3 separate regions of the Danio rerio genome follow, and all the other regions are linked to region 3. Evidence: chromatin contacts called from public Hi-C and HiChIP or PLAC-seq data. All regions are on one chromosome and are shown on one strand. Each heading gives the region's core, a stretch centred on a gene start, on an enhancer-like site or on the middle of the called end of the contact. The rest is flanking DNA. Distances are from core to core; before and after follow the strand shown.

Region 1 (4,225 bases), core at 797-3,296, 250 kb before region 3:
CAGTATTTATCTCTAATAGCATTATGCGTTTTAAAGGTGTAAAAAATCATGCTTTTCATCAACCAGCACACAATCTGGTTTAATAACAAGTCAAAGCAGCAAAAACAGGACAGAGTATCACAATGGCGTAAATTACGCATTGACAGTGCCAAGACGTCTTCAATTACACATAACATCCAAATGTACTGTTTACTAGATGATTAACATTCATGAAACAGGAATCTCTTTGCATTACTGTTGATATGAAGCAGACATTAAATAAGCTTGTGTACTGAAACCTGCGATAGATACCTGGCCACGGCGATACTCACATATTTGGCGACACTGGTGCTCCTCGCGTTTGTTCGCCTAACCCAGGCCGAGAAGATCCAATAACGCATGGATCACACTAACTGGGGGACACGCTCCAGATTAGTGTTTTAGCAAATAAATCAGTTTTACCCGAATATTGCACATGGACTGGTGAAATGCTGCATTTTTGTGCGGTGGCAGCTCCTCCCTTCACTGGAGAAACTGATAACCACTCCTCCCTTCACTGGAGGCGCAACCGGATCACGATCCGACACGAAAGCCACTTCTGGAAACTGAATTTTTAGACAGCTGAAGCGTTGTTTTGCAGGCTGAAACTTGATTTTATTAGGGGGCGCTTAAAGGCTCAGAAAAGCGAATATCTGCATTCTGTTTTTAGTTTGTTTTATTTTACTCAATTTATTTTAAAATATTTAAACAGTTGATAGTGGTATAAAACAATTACTTGATAAAAATTCGAATCTAATACGCAAATGTGTATAAGTAAAATAACCCCTCTAAATTACAGCCGTTCTAGCAAACGCGAACGATCGTGATTGGTTCGTCTTGTTCAGCGAAGAGGAAAGTAACTGATACCTCGTGGTACCGCCATCGAACCGCACTCTGAAAACATTGATTGAAAAATACAAATTGAAATGTTAATATAGTAGATTACTGTTTAGACTTCCACACAAGACTAAATAGTGATTATATATCCGCCTTGTTAACGTTTTTTAAGACTGTTTGCCATGGTGTGAAAATGTCTAACATTTATATTAATTAAACCGAGTTTTGATTTGAGCATTTAATAATGCAATTTTATTATTATTATTAAATATAGACATAAGAAAATATGAATATAGTATAAATATAGTAAATAAATAAACAATTTACGTACTACTGAAGATACAATATGAATAAAATAATACTGTAAGCAGAGTAGATAGATAGATAGATAGATAGATAGATATATAGATAGATAGATAGATAGATAGATAGATAGATAGATAGATAGATAGATAGATAGATAGATAGATAGATAGATAGATAGATAGATAGATAGATAGATAGATAGATAGATAGATAGATAGATAAGTTAGACAGATATTTTGAAAATTACAGTGTTCTGTCATGTCTTTACATGACAATTAAATATTACAAAGTGCTTGACATAGTCTAAACAAACACAAGTCATAGAAAAAGCTGTCACATTAATTACGCATATTAATTTATTTAAAGAGTTTCCCCCCAAAAGTACAGACTTTTATTGTGTGGTGTGGCTGAAAATTTAAAACGTCCCTTAAAATTTGCGCAGACCCTAACACGTGGGTTGCCAGATTGCAATCACAACGCAGACTCAAACCATGTTGTGAACAAAAATATAGAATTTGACAATACTTTATACATTGTCATTGAAATCTACTTTAATAATTGTCATTTATTTAATTTGGCAGTTTTAATACTAGAACAATGTGAAGAATTGTATTCGTACAAAATAACTCTACATGGTTTCTTGTTGTTAATATCACTGATGTATGGAACTCAAATTCGAAATATTACTGTTTTGTGCATTTATTTATGTTTTCTCCAGTATCTTTTAAATGTTACTTTTATTTATTTTGCTGACATCAACAATAATTTACAAATTTCATCCTTGGAAACTGATTTTACTGCGTCAACCTGGCAACCCGTGGACTCCAGTTCCCTGTTGGCGTGAGGTGATACAATGAAGGGACGATGGCTGCCCGCATCAGAGTAATATGGATGAGATCGATCGCCGTGACAGCCGCTGTTCATGATGGTTCTGCGCTCCTGAACTCTTTCTTTGCCAAAACACACTAATCTCCCCGTTTCGTCCCATCTGTAGAGTTCAAGTGTTGTTTTGCATCAGTCTGCTAGCCCCGTGCTATGATTCTGCCCACATCAACTGTCTTTTATTGACCTGACCGGTGAGTAAATGAAGAAATCTAAACCATATCGTTACTTATTTTCTTATACAAGTTCTGTTAATGAAAACTAAAGCCAAGTACGATTATTAAACAACATAAATATTCAGTTAGCTGGCTGTACATGTACGTAAGCTAACATTAGCTGTTGCCATTGCAGTTCATTTGCTTCCTTGATTGTTTGCTAATAAAGGTCAATATGGGTACAACAAAAGCACATATTGCAAATACATAAATTATTTAGTTTTTAACCCCCAGGACAGAACATTCACATGTCCTGAAAGTACAATTTATGATAATTTTTGTTCAATTGGATTCTTACAGGACCTTCATATTAACCATATGTCTGAAATGCTTATGTATTTGTCTTAAATTCTGTGAGTCTTGATTATGTTTTCTGTTTTGAAATGTCAAATTAATTCATTTCCTTGTGTTCTCTTTTTCTTTCTTTTTTTATTAGATATCACTCATAACATGGCCATCACACAGTTTCGCCTTTTTAAAATATGCACCTGCTTGGCATCTATTCTTTCATTTTTTAAAAGACTGATTTGCAGGTGAGTGTAATTCTCCTTTGTTGATTTGTTTGTGTGTTTACCTTGTAAATTGCCTTGTCATTATGATGATCCAGAGATGATATTATTTATGAATAACCAGGGGTGAATGTATGTCCTTTACAGAAGTGACTGTACGATTTCTTCTGTTATGATGTTTTGAATGTTGTGTTTTGTTTTTTTAGGACTGGAAGGTCACGTAAGCTGAGCGGGGACCAGATCACCCTCCCAACCACAGTTGACTATTCCTCTGCATCTAAACAGGTGAGAGAACCATGCTTGGAGACTGGCATAAACAATGAGGTTCACAAAACAGTCTGGGTATATTTTCACAGAGATGTCTGTCTGACTATAAATTCAATTTACTTTATTGGCATGACATATATGGGTATATATTGCAAAGCATACACAGCAGAATAAAGACAACTTAAATACGATCTATCAAACACTGTAATTTTTCAAAATATCTATCTATCTATCTATCTATCTATCTATCTATCTATCTATCTATCTATCTATCTATCTATCTATCTATCTATCTATCTATCTCGCATTTGTTCATCATGTAAATACTTTTGTTTATTTAGTGGCATTTCTATTAAATTGATGTTTGTTTACTTATATTTGTCTATTTATTTATTATAAATTTTTGCAAAAAAATCTAAATAGCAATATTTTTTTTATAAAACAAATATTAAGTTTTATAAAAAGTAAGACCATAGTGTGAATGGGAGTGTATAGGTGTTTCTCATTGCTGGGTTGCAGCTGGAAGGGCATCCACTGTTTATAACATATGCTGGATAAGTTGGCGGTTCATTCCGCTGTGGCGCCCCCTGATTAATTAAGGGACTAAGAAAACGAATGAATGAAGTTTTGCTCGAGCGCAAAACTATAAATTGTAAATTGTAAAAACTGAGAAGTGGTATTTACAGTTAAAGTCAGAATTATTAGCCCCCCTGAATTATTAGAGCACTTGTTTATTTTTTCCCCAATTTCTTTTAAATGGAGAGCAGATTTTTTCAACACATTTCTAAGCATAATAGTTTTAATAACTCATTTCTAATAATGGATTTATTTTATCTCTGCCATGATGACAGTAAATAATATTTTACTAGATATTTTTCAAGACACTTTTATACAGCTTAAAGTGACATTTAAAGGCTTACTAGGCTAATTAGGGTAACTAGGCGAGTAAGGGTAATTTGGCAAGTTATTGTATAACGATGGTTTGTTCTGTTGACTATCAAGAAAAAAATATAGATTAAAAGGGCTAATAATTTTGTCCCTAAAATGGTGTTTATAAAATTAAAACTGCTTTTATTCTAGTCAAAATAAAACAAATAAGACTTTCTCAAAAAAAATAACAAATATTATCAGACATACTGTGAAATTTCCCTTGCTCTGTTAAACATAATTTGGGGAATATTTAAAAAAAGA
Region 2 (4,223 bases), core at 1,527-4,026, 210 kb before region 3:
GGGTGTTTCCCCACTACTGGGTTACTGAAAGGGCATTCGCTGTGTAAAACATATGCTGAATAAGTTGGCGGTTCATTCCGTTGTGGTGACCGCTGATGAGTAAATGACTTAGACGAAGGAAAATGAATGAATGAATGATTCCTTTCTTAAAGAGTTCATAAAATTTTTCATTTATTAGATTAGTTCAAATGGCTGATTCATTTACAAAATGAAGCTTAGTCTGTAAACAGTTTCCCCTAATTATTTAAAAAAGATTCATCCAGAAATAAAACACTGCACTGACATTTACAAATGTCATTATCTGGCTTTGAATGAAATAATTTTCTTTGATTAAATGGAAGAAAAAGACAATATAATGTTTATAATTTTTTTAAAATAGAAGTCCGGTGACAACCAGGGGTCTAGGGGAGAGTCCTAGGGGGTCTGTGAAAATGTTAGACATTTAAAAATCTGAAGTTGAATAAAAATATATTTAATAAATAAATAAGTCATAAATAAAATAAAAATGCCAGTGTTTTGAAATTTAAGAAACTATACTGCATGTCTTTTGACTGTGGGGGAAACTGTAGCACCTGGAGGAAACCCATATGAATACAGGGAGAACATGCAAACTCCATACAGAAATGCCATCCAGCTAGGACTCAAACCAGCGACCTGCTTGCTTGATTTAATTTGTTGGTCCACTTAATCAGTTTGCTATGCAATTGCCACTCATGGGAGCAAGCCTATTCTCTCTTGGAGTCCAAATCAACTCTTAACGACAGTACCAAACAACAGACTTAAGACCTGGCAATGCAGAGGAACAAACACCATTTAAAGAAGCCAGGGACACTAGTCAGCCATTCTGTCCTAGATTGATATCTTGTGTCAAAACAAGAAGCTTAAGTGTTTTTACTCTGTCTTGTCAGCCTAATAGAAAAGCTGAGACTAGTTTCAGCCTGACTGAGTTAGAAGTTACTGATGCAATCTCTTTAAAGCCAGCTCATGCGTACTGACTAGAAATGGCATGACTGGAAGGAGAGAAACAGGAGGGAAGTCAGAGAGTATTCGCTGAATCATAACAGCTTATGTAATATACTTCACATATTTTATTATGAATGAGTTCACGTATAAATCATGACAGTAATGAAAGTCAGTTTTACGGTGTATGCTTCTCTTTTAGCTAATTACTGTACCCTCTATTGTCATCATTATTGCTATCTACTATAATCAGCAATTTGAAGAGTATTTAACGTTTGTAGTTCTAATATGCAGACGTTTAACTATTCAGGTTGTCCTCTTCATGTTAGCATCTAGAGAGAGTTTGAATCATTTACTTTAGCTCTGTCTTTATAGTCCACTAAATCAGTGATGACTCCATGTTATTGAGACAGAGAGTTATGTGCAGATGCATTTGCTTCTGGCTGTGAGTACATCTTCTGCTCATTGTTTCAATGTTGCTGTTTGAGTTTGACTACAAAAGAAGATGGCTGAATACAGGCTGAGGTTGTGCGTTAGTCAGTGTACATGACTACCAAATTTAGCATTTTTTTTCTCTACTTCTGTTTTCTCTAATAGTGTACAGTTCACAGCATTCCATGCATTTTTAAATGGCTATAGTTATTTCAGCAGATATCTATCTCAAATGATATTTCCAGTGAGGATTCAATGTATCCTTGCATTGATTGATTTAAGCCTCTAAATATCACTTTAAGCTGTATAGAAGTGAAAGATATCTAGTAAAATATTATTTACTGTCATCATGGCAGAGATAAAATGAATCAGTTATTAGAAATGAGTTATTAAAACTATTATGATTAGAAATGGGTTGATTATTTTTTTTTCTCTCTGTTAAACACAAACTGGAAAAAAACAGAGTGGCTAATAATTCTGACTTAATAATATATAATTATTAACTTAATTATATATAATTCATAAAATATTACTAAATATCAATAAATAATAATATATAAAATATTATATTTTATATTAATAAATATTAATAAATAAAGTTTTGATGGGTGTATTAAAATTATGACATTATATAAGAAAAATATATTTTAATTTTGTTTGTTGAAAAACATTATACTTAAATTACATTTTTATTATTCTCTAACAAAAAAAATACACTAAAAAGTGTTCTTAAATCAGAATGCACTGACATATATCTTAAATCAGAATGCACTGACAGAAAATGCACTGACATATATTTTAATAATAATAATAATAATAATAATATTAACACGTATTAGTTTAGATTTTACCAAACATAAATGTCTCTTTGCATGCACAGCACACTTTTACAGTGTTTTAGAACGTTCTGTGAATTCACAGCACACTGAATTTCCTCTCAAAAACAAGACTTTTACCACAAAGGCGAAGGGACGAGTAAAATGAAGTAAACCAAAGATGATTGACAGTTACCTGACTTACAGACGTTCAGCTTGTTGACAACTGTGCAGTGACGCCTCTGCCCCGCCTAAAAATGAATAAATAAGAAAATAAATACACAACTAATTATAAAATAGCTAACTAAAATGACGAAGATGAATAAAACAATCATAGGCTACGCGGTAATCAACAATCAACAATAGCGTCGCGTTTGGTTTGTCTCAGTTAACATGTTGAGTAGAATACGCATTTAATCCATACCTATAATAATACAGTTTATATACATTATATTTGTGAAAATATGTCCTTTAATCCATAATATTATGGAAATAAGAGTGTGACGCAGACGGTAAAGACACTTGCCTCGTGATGCGCTGCTGATTCCTGCGAGTGAATGAGAGAAAGTGAAGGATGCGCGGCCCCGTGGCTCCTCAAAACAACACAATGCGCGCTCTCGCCGCTCTGCTGCTGTTTTGATGCGATGTGAAGGACTTTCAGCCTCTGTCTGCTAGATTATTCAGCACAGCATCAGTGTGTGTGTCTGTGTGTGTTTGTGCTCGAGCAGAAGAGGCTGAGGACACTGACATCGCCAGGACAACGCAAATCTGACTAATGTTTCGAGTGTGTTATGTAACGCGCAGCAGAAATTAACCCTTGTGTGGCGGATCGGGATTTAACAAGTGGGTTTACTGACGCGCACGAATTTTAATGAGCAATGACGACCTTATGCTTTTGGCAAGTGAAAAGCTGTTAGAAACCTTTAAATAAATGGGATTGTTACGCCACTTTTTGGACTGACAAACGTGTCTCTTGTCAAGTAATCTGAATTTATATGTAGCATAAATACAATATTGTAAAAATAATTTAAAAACTTATTCTTTTATACAATGCATTTTCTATATACAGTTTGCATAGTTTATAAGTCATAGTTTGTGATATGTATTTAATTCAGATTCTCCTCAGTGATACTGTAAAAAGGGACCGTATTTAACACTATTATACTTTTATTATATATCTTTTAATTTTTAAATGATAAATAATACTTTTAATTATTATGAATAGTTAATATGTAATATTTAAAGTTATAGTTTTAACTTATCAGTCACTTTTCACTATATTAAGGGCAGCCTTAATTGAGTAAATATTATAAATTATGACTTATTACGACTGATTAGGCTTTATAAAATATAGGGTAAATGTCTTATTGAAAGTATTACAGTAAAAATAGTAATAGTTTTATTGCCAGACAAATTGTAAATTACATGACTGCTTTAGAATACAGTATAACTTTAATTGTTTTTTACGTAATTAAAAGTATATTAATTATGAACTAGCAAAATATGCTAAATGAAACCCAATTTTTTTGCATAGTATCAAAATGTAACATTATGTATCAGTATGTAACAATTTTTTTGCATTTTTGCTTGTGCATATTTGCTTATTTTATTTGTTTGTTTGTATTTATTAAAATAACTTGCTGGCAAATTACGAATGCATTTCAGCTACCAGTGATTGGAGAATTTTAGGTTACTCTTGACTATGCAAAACCAATTTTATTAAATAGAAATCTGTGTAAAGAGAGCATTTTCTATACAATGTATTGTCTATATACAGCATACCTATAGTTTAGAAGTAATAATTTGTAATATGTATTCAATTAAGATTTTCCTTACAGTGATGCAATAAAAAGGCACTGTATTACAAGTTAAAACTATAATTATTATTTTATAATTAGTTTAATTTTTTAATGATAAATAACACATTTAATTATGAAGAAGAGTATATTTTTTTACTAATTAAAGTTATAGTTTTAAATTATAAGTTCCTATTTACTAAGGAGAGCTTTAATTGAA
Region 3 (4,651 bases), core at 921-3,420:
CAAATGCAGGTAGATTTCACCTGTGGCGGGTTAGACACTATAACTAGCCACTTGAAGTGGTTGAAAATCATTTTTAAATTGCCAGTGCTGCCTTATCACTAAAGATTAGAGTTTTAATCTAAGACAGTTTGTCAGTGATGCATGCAAATGTGATCTTAGAGTCGAGAAGCAGCACAACTAAATGAGAGTATGATCAGACGCACAGTGTGTTTAAAAGCTCATATGTCCCGTTTCCTTGCGTAAAGCAAACGTGCCTGGAAACGCAACTGGTGCGATCGTTTCTCTTTGAAATAGACTGAAAAAGAAAACAGTGATCATGCACCTGCAGTCTTGAGTTCAAGATTTTTTTGGAGGCAGCTGCTCTTGCCACTTTCGCTTATTAAGGAGCGAATGTTTACAGTGTGTGCATGATTATCCTTTCAATATTGCACACAGAATGTTTGACTTTCTTTTGCTTACAGTTATTTTTGTTAATGTGGTTTAATTATCATCCTTTACAATAGCATTGCTTTAATATGAGATTAACTCTTCATTTATCTATAGTTAACTGATGATCTGGAACCTTTAGCTTGGACAGACTGCAGTGTATACTGTATAGTTTTAGATGCATGAGAATAATTTTTTTTGAAATGTCAATTGTAAAAAGTTATAAAAAGTTATATTTTGCTTGTTTTTACACATTATTTAGAATTTGTGGCGAGGAAATAACTAGTTTGATGTAGCCAGAAAAAAAAAGATAAATCCTTAGTGTTGAGCCCTAAAAAGTCATGTGAAATAAAACAAATTGCAATTTGACACTATGAATCAACAACCCATTTGTTCATGCTCATAGAGCAAGGTCACAACACACATAGAAGTTAAATGAATGAAGACATAACACAACATTTAAATTAAGTAATTTAACGATGCCAAAGTCAAATTAATGCATATAAAATATATTTTCCCAACAACAAAATTGTGGCTAGTAGCATTGGAAAACTACTAGCCACAGTGATTGGTGATCCAAAAAGTTAATGTCAAGCCCTGTATATAATAATGCCAAAACATTGGTGTCCATTGCGTTCCAACAGCTTAAGACCAAAGAATTAAAAAACTTAGTCATTTATTACAACTTATTTTGTAGCCAAACAAATACTTAAATCTCAGGACAACTCGAATAATATCTACAACATTTCTTAAATGATTAAAAAAATAAACATACTTCAGAAATGTGTATAGGTATGTACATAACTAAACTTACAACGTCTAAAACGAAAAAGATTGTTCCTTAAAGTTACCTTAGAAATGCATGCATGTGGGAAAATCATGGGAGTTTTTGAAAGAGACTACAACAACAGAAGTAGAGGTAAAGTTGATTTTATATTCGGATATTCAGACATTCTCTTTAATAATATAATTTCAGAAATTTATTTTTTGCCAATTCTAAATAGGGAAATCATAGTAGCAGCAACTGACTATCAAAGTACAACATTGTTCACAGTGAATTAGATGGTGTTAATGTTGTTTAGAAGTCATACGTGCATGCTAATTCCGATCGAATATTCAAAGTAACATGTTAAACAATATAGAGACTGCTAAATGAACGAATATGCGAATATAAAACCAACTCTATAAGAAAAAATGTAATACGAGTAGACGACTTGCAATTTTTGAGACAAACATAATGATTACAGACACTTACCTCTCCCTCTCACCCATCTCAATTAACTTCTGGTTAATGGCGGCCCTCATTTGTGATTCTTTACTCATATTAGTCTGAAATAAGAGGTTAAAATGAAGAGACATGGCGAACTGTAGTGCCAAAGACTGCAGGTCTTAACTTGGCCACTCACAAAACACAATTTTCACCTTGCATCATAATTACATTAAGGATAAACAAACAACAACTAGACGGACTTTAGAGGGGAAATACACAGGATGTAGAATATTTTTCATCACTGTAACGATGTTTAGCACAGGTGGTTGTTTTTTATGACCCGTGGCTCTAGCGCCGTACAAATTCAATACTAGTATAAATTATAATTTAACCGTATGCGATTTGTGATAAACGTACCAGACACTAATGCATATGAGCATAATGTTCTCATCGGCGTGTAAGCGCTTTTCTCTCTGCTGTTGTGAATAGCCGGCCGTTCCACACCCCGTTTACTTTCCCCAAAGAAACACGATCACCAGCGGAAGGTTCCTCCGTACTTAATGGTTCCTATGCTCTTACGACGTATGGCGGTTTGTGAGCTTATTCATTTGGTTTGTTTGCGCTTGTTTTCTTCCCAGCACTTACAAATTATCTAAATTTAGCTAAATTTGCTAATTGTTTTGGGAGAATTCTTTTGACTACTGGCAAAGTTGCACAATGTTGAAAGAATACCTGCTTTTGAAGGTACACAGTTAAAAATTGTGTTAAGAGAGAGAGAGAGAGAGAGAGAGAGAGAGAGAGAGAGAGAGAGAGAGAGAATATATATTAATTATACTTAATGTAGTAAGTCACTCTAATTTCTATTTAGGCTCTAAGGTTTGTAGACGAGGGGAGTGCTTATGTTTGCATTTAGTATTTTTTTCTAACATATACTAATTTCAGTTCTTTAGTCAGTATAGTTTAATACAATGTGCGTGTTTTAATTAAATAATTAATTCAATTTAATTTATGAATAATTCATTTTTCCAAGATTTATTTGTTATTTTGATTATTGTTTTGTACCGTGCATTAATATGTGTCAGCCTGTACAGTTGACATCAGCGTCATCTGGTGGAGGGTTAGAAACAAAACAGCTAAAAGCCCGTGGAAAAAAAAAACATTAAATGCATGTAATCAATAATACTATTATGAATATGTATAATACATGTATTTTGTTAATGTATTATTATTACAACATAATTCCTGTGGCCGAATATTTTGTATGGAATTTATTTATAGTAAACTAGCTTTACTACTACTTCTACCATGCTTTAAGCATAAAATACCTCAATATCTCATCCATAGTGCCCGACAGTGCCAGGCATAGTGCCAGGCGGTGAGCTTGGGGAAAGCAGGGGGATAAATCAAAATTGGACATAAGCTCGCGTGATTGGACAGAACGTGATTCACGTGACTGTGAAACCAAAACACATCCCAACAAACACATTTACGTTGTAGCGATGTCTGCACAACGTTGTATTTTTTCAAAGGCAACGTTGCCGCTTACGTGCTCGCTACATTGTCACAACGTAGAAATGTAAGACGTGAGAAGGCTGTAGCAACGTTGTCGTGCGACATTCAGCAACCGCGAGGCGGCGTTCTTACTACTTGTATTAATATTTTTTGTGGCAGTTTATCAATACTGCCTAGAATACAGGATAAGCAGCAATTCTTTTCCAGTATTGCTTAATATGAAATATTGTTCATTTATTTTTCCTATTTAATTTAACAACTGCATGTGTAAACTTTAAAGTGTAAAAATAACACACAAATGAATAAAATCAAACTTTTTATTATATATTTCACAACATTTAATACATACAGTACACATCTAATTATAAGCAAACAGTATAAAGTTTATATATATATAATATATATAATTAAACTAAAGGGTAAACAAACAAGAAAAGTAAACAAGAAATCATTAAAATGTAAATATATATATAAATAAATATATAAATTAAAATTCAGACACTGTGCAGTGAAGCTCTGGACTGGAGAATACAGCAGACCGGGGACCGCAGCTGAAGACCAGGCATAGTTGTTGGTATGGAGAAAGCAGTCAGAGAAAGAAACAAATTCAACAGATAATCCAGCTTCAGAGATCCACAGCAGACACAAGTCAAAATAGGCAGTGAACAAGAGAGGACAGATGGAAACGACTATGACTAGCAAGTTATTGAAGTTTCAGACATTTATTGTAATTTCATTACATATAAAATCTCCAGTGAGTAATTATGTAGCCTACTTTATTTTAATGCTTTAATAATATATCATATACCAAAATTACATACCATTAAATAAATTTAGAGATACAGGGAAAACAGGTTTGTGTTAACAGAAGTCAGAGTTAGTCTCCCAATACTTACTTAAATTATGAGAAGAGAAAGAAGAGGTCCTGTAGTTGTGGTGTTGCTCGCTGTAAATGGAATGTTAAAATTAGTGTCATTTCAATAACAGCTATACAAAATAATAAAGTAATTTTTCATAAGCATGATCTATTTTCCACATTATGAACATGCTGTTTTAGGTAACATAGCTACATTTATTATGATAGTAAATAGAGTAGTATACTTCTTACCTCATTCAATTATTCTTTCCATAGATCAGGAATTACAGCAACACTGATCTGTCATTATACATTATACTGATGAAAAAATTCTGAAAGACAAGTTACATAAGTAATTTGAAAACAACAGTGAGTGGTTAAACAATAGAGTTTTATGCAACTTACGCATAATTAAAATCCAGAAATTATCAATAGAAGATTACCTCCATGTGAAAATAGCCTGTTGAGCAAAGAAAAGAGTGGGTTTTAAATAAAACATCAAAAGATAAATCAAAATAAAAATGTAGACTAGCAGACCTTTTTATTAATATCTATATTAATTAGGCATATGAACATCAACTTATATACTTTAACTTATAGGGATAGCTCACCCAAAACTGACAATTCTGCCATTTAGCCTCATCCTT

Evidence for each region. Hi-C and Micro-C count contacts between places; a contact is called where the count stands out from the background. HiChIP or PLAC-seq counts read pairs in DNA pulled down with a chosen protein or histone mark.
Region 1: a Hi-C map of hematopoietic stem cells shows a contact between it and region 3, with 4 times the contacts expected there. The contact joins the promoter of ebag9 here to the promoter of eny2 in region 3. A contact is called at or near these places in 3 of 18 Hi-C or Micro-C datasets (caudal fin, hematopoietic stem cells and an unstated tissue) and 2 of 4 datasets of contacts at active chromatin or transcription factors (caudal fin and embryo).
Region 2: a contact with region 3 is called in an H3K4me3 HiChIP or PLAC-seq map of gastrula embryo, with 6 times the contacts expected there. The contact joins the promoter of sybu here to the promoter of eny2 in region 3. A contact is called at or near these places in 1 of 18 Hi-C or Micro-C datasets (embryo) and 1 of 4 datasets of contacts at active chromatin or transcription factors (gastrula embryo).

What each region holds. Positions count from the first base shown.
Region 1 is chr16:43,610,318-43,614,542 of GRCz12tu, reverse strand. It overlaps ebag9 (estrogen receptor binding site associated antigen 9), which reads left to right and starts at 2,046. Exons shown (of 7, transcript NM_201094.1): 1 at 2,046-2,237; 2 at 2,695-2,791; 3 at 2,974-3,052. The coding sequence starts at 2,709. It overlaps zdhhc3a (zDHHC palmitoyltransferase 3a), which reads right to left and starts at 438. Exons shown (of 7, transcript NM_001002725.1): 1 at 312-438.
Region 2 is chr16:43,563,877-43,568,099 of GRCz12tu, reverse strand. sybu (syntabulin (syntaxin-interacting)) reads right to left here and starts at 2,776. Exons shown (of 9, transcript NM_001077173.1): 1 at 2,734-2,776; 2 at 2,404-2,458.
Region 3 is chr16:43,357,546-43,362,196 of GRCz12tu, reverse strand. It overlaps eny2 (ENY2 transcription and export complex 2 subunit), which reads right to left and starts at 2,170. Exons shown (of 5, transcript NM_001002427.2): 1 at 2,054-2,170; 2 at 1,682-1,755. The coding sequence starts at 1,749. LOC141378298 (a long non-coding RNA gene) reads left to right here and starts at 2,186. Exons shown (of 4, transcript XR_012392444.1): 1 at 2,186-2,380. It overlaps LOC137496203 (a long non-coding RNA gene), which reads right to left. Exons shown (of 5, transcript XR_012392439.1): 2 at 4,448-4,464; 3 at 4,257-4,304; 4 at 4,045-4,094; 5 at 3,453-3,771.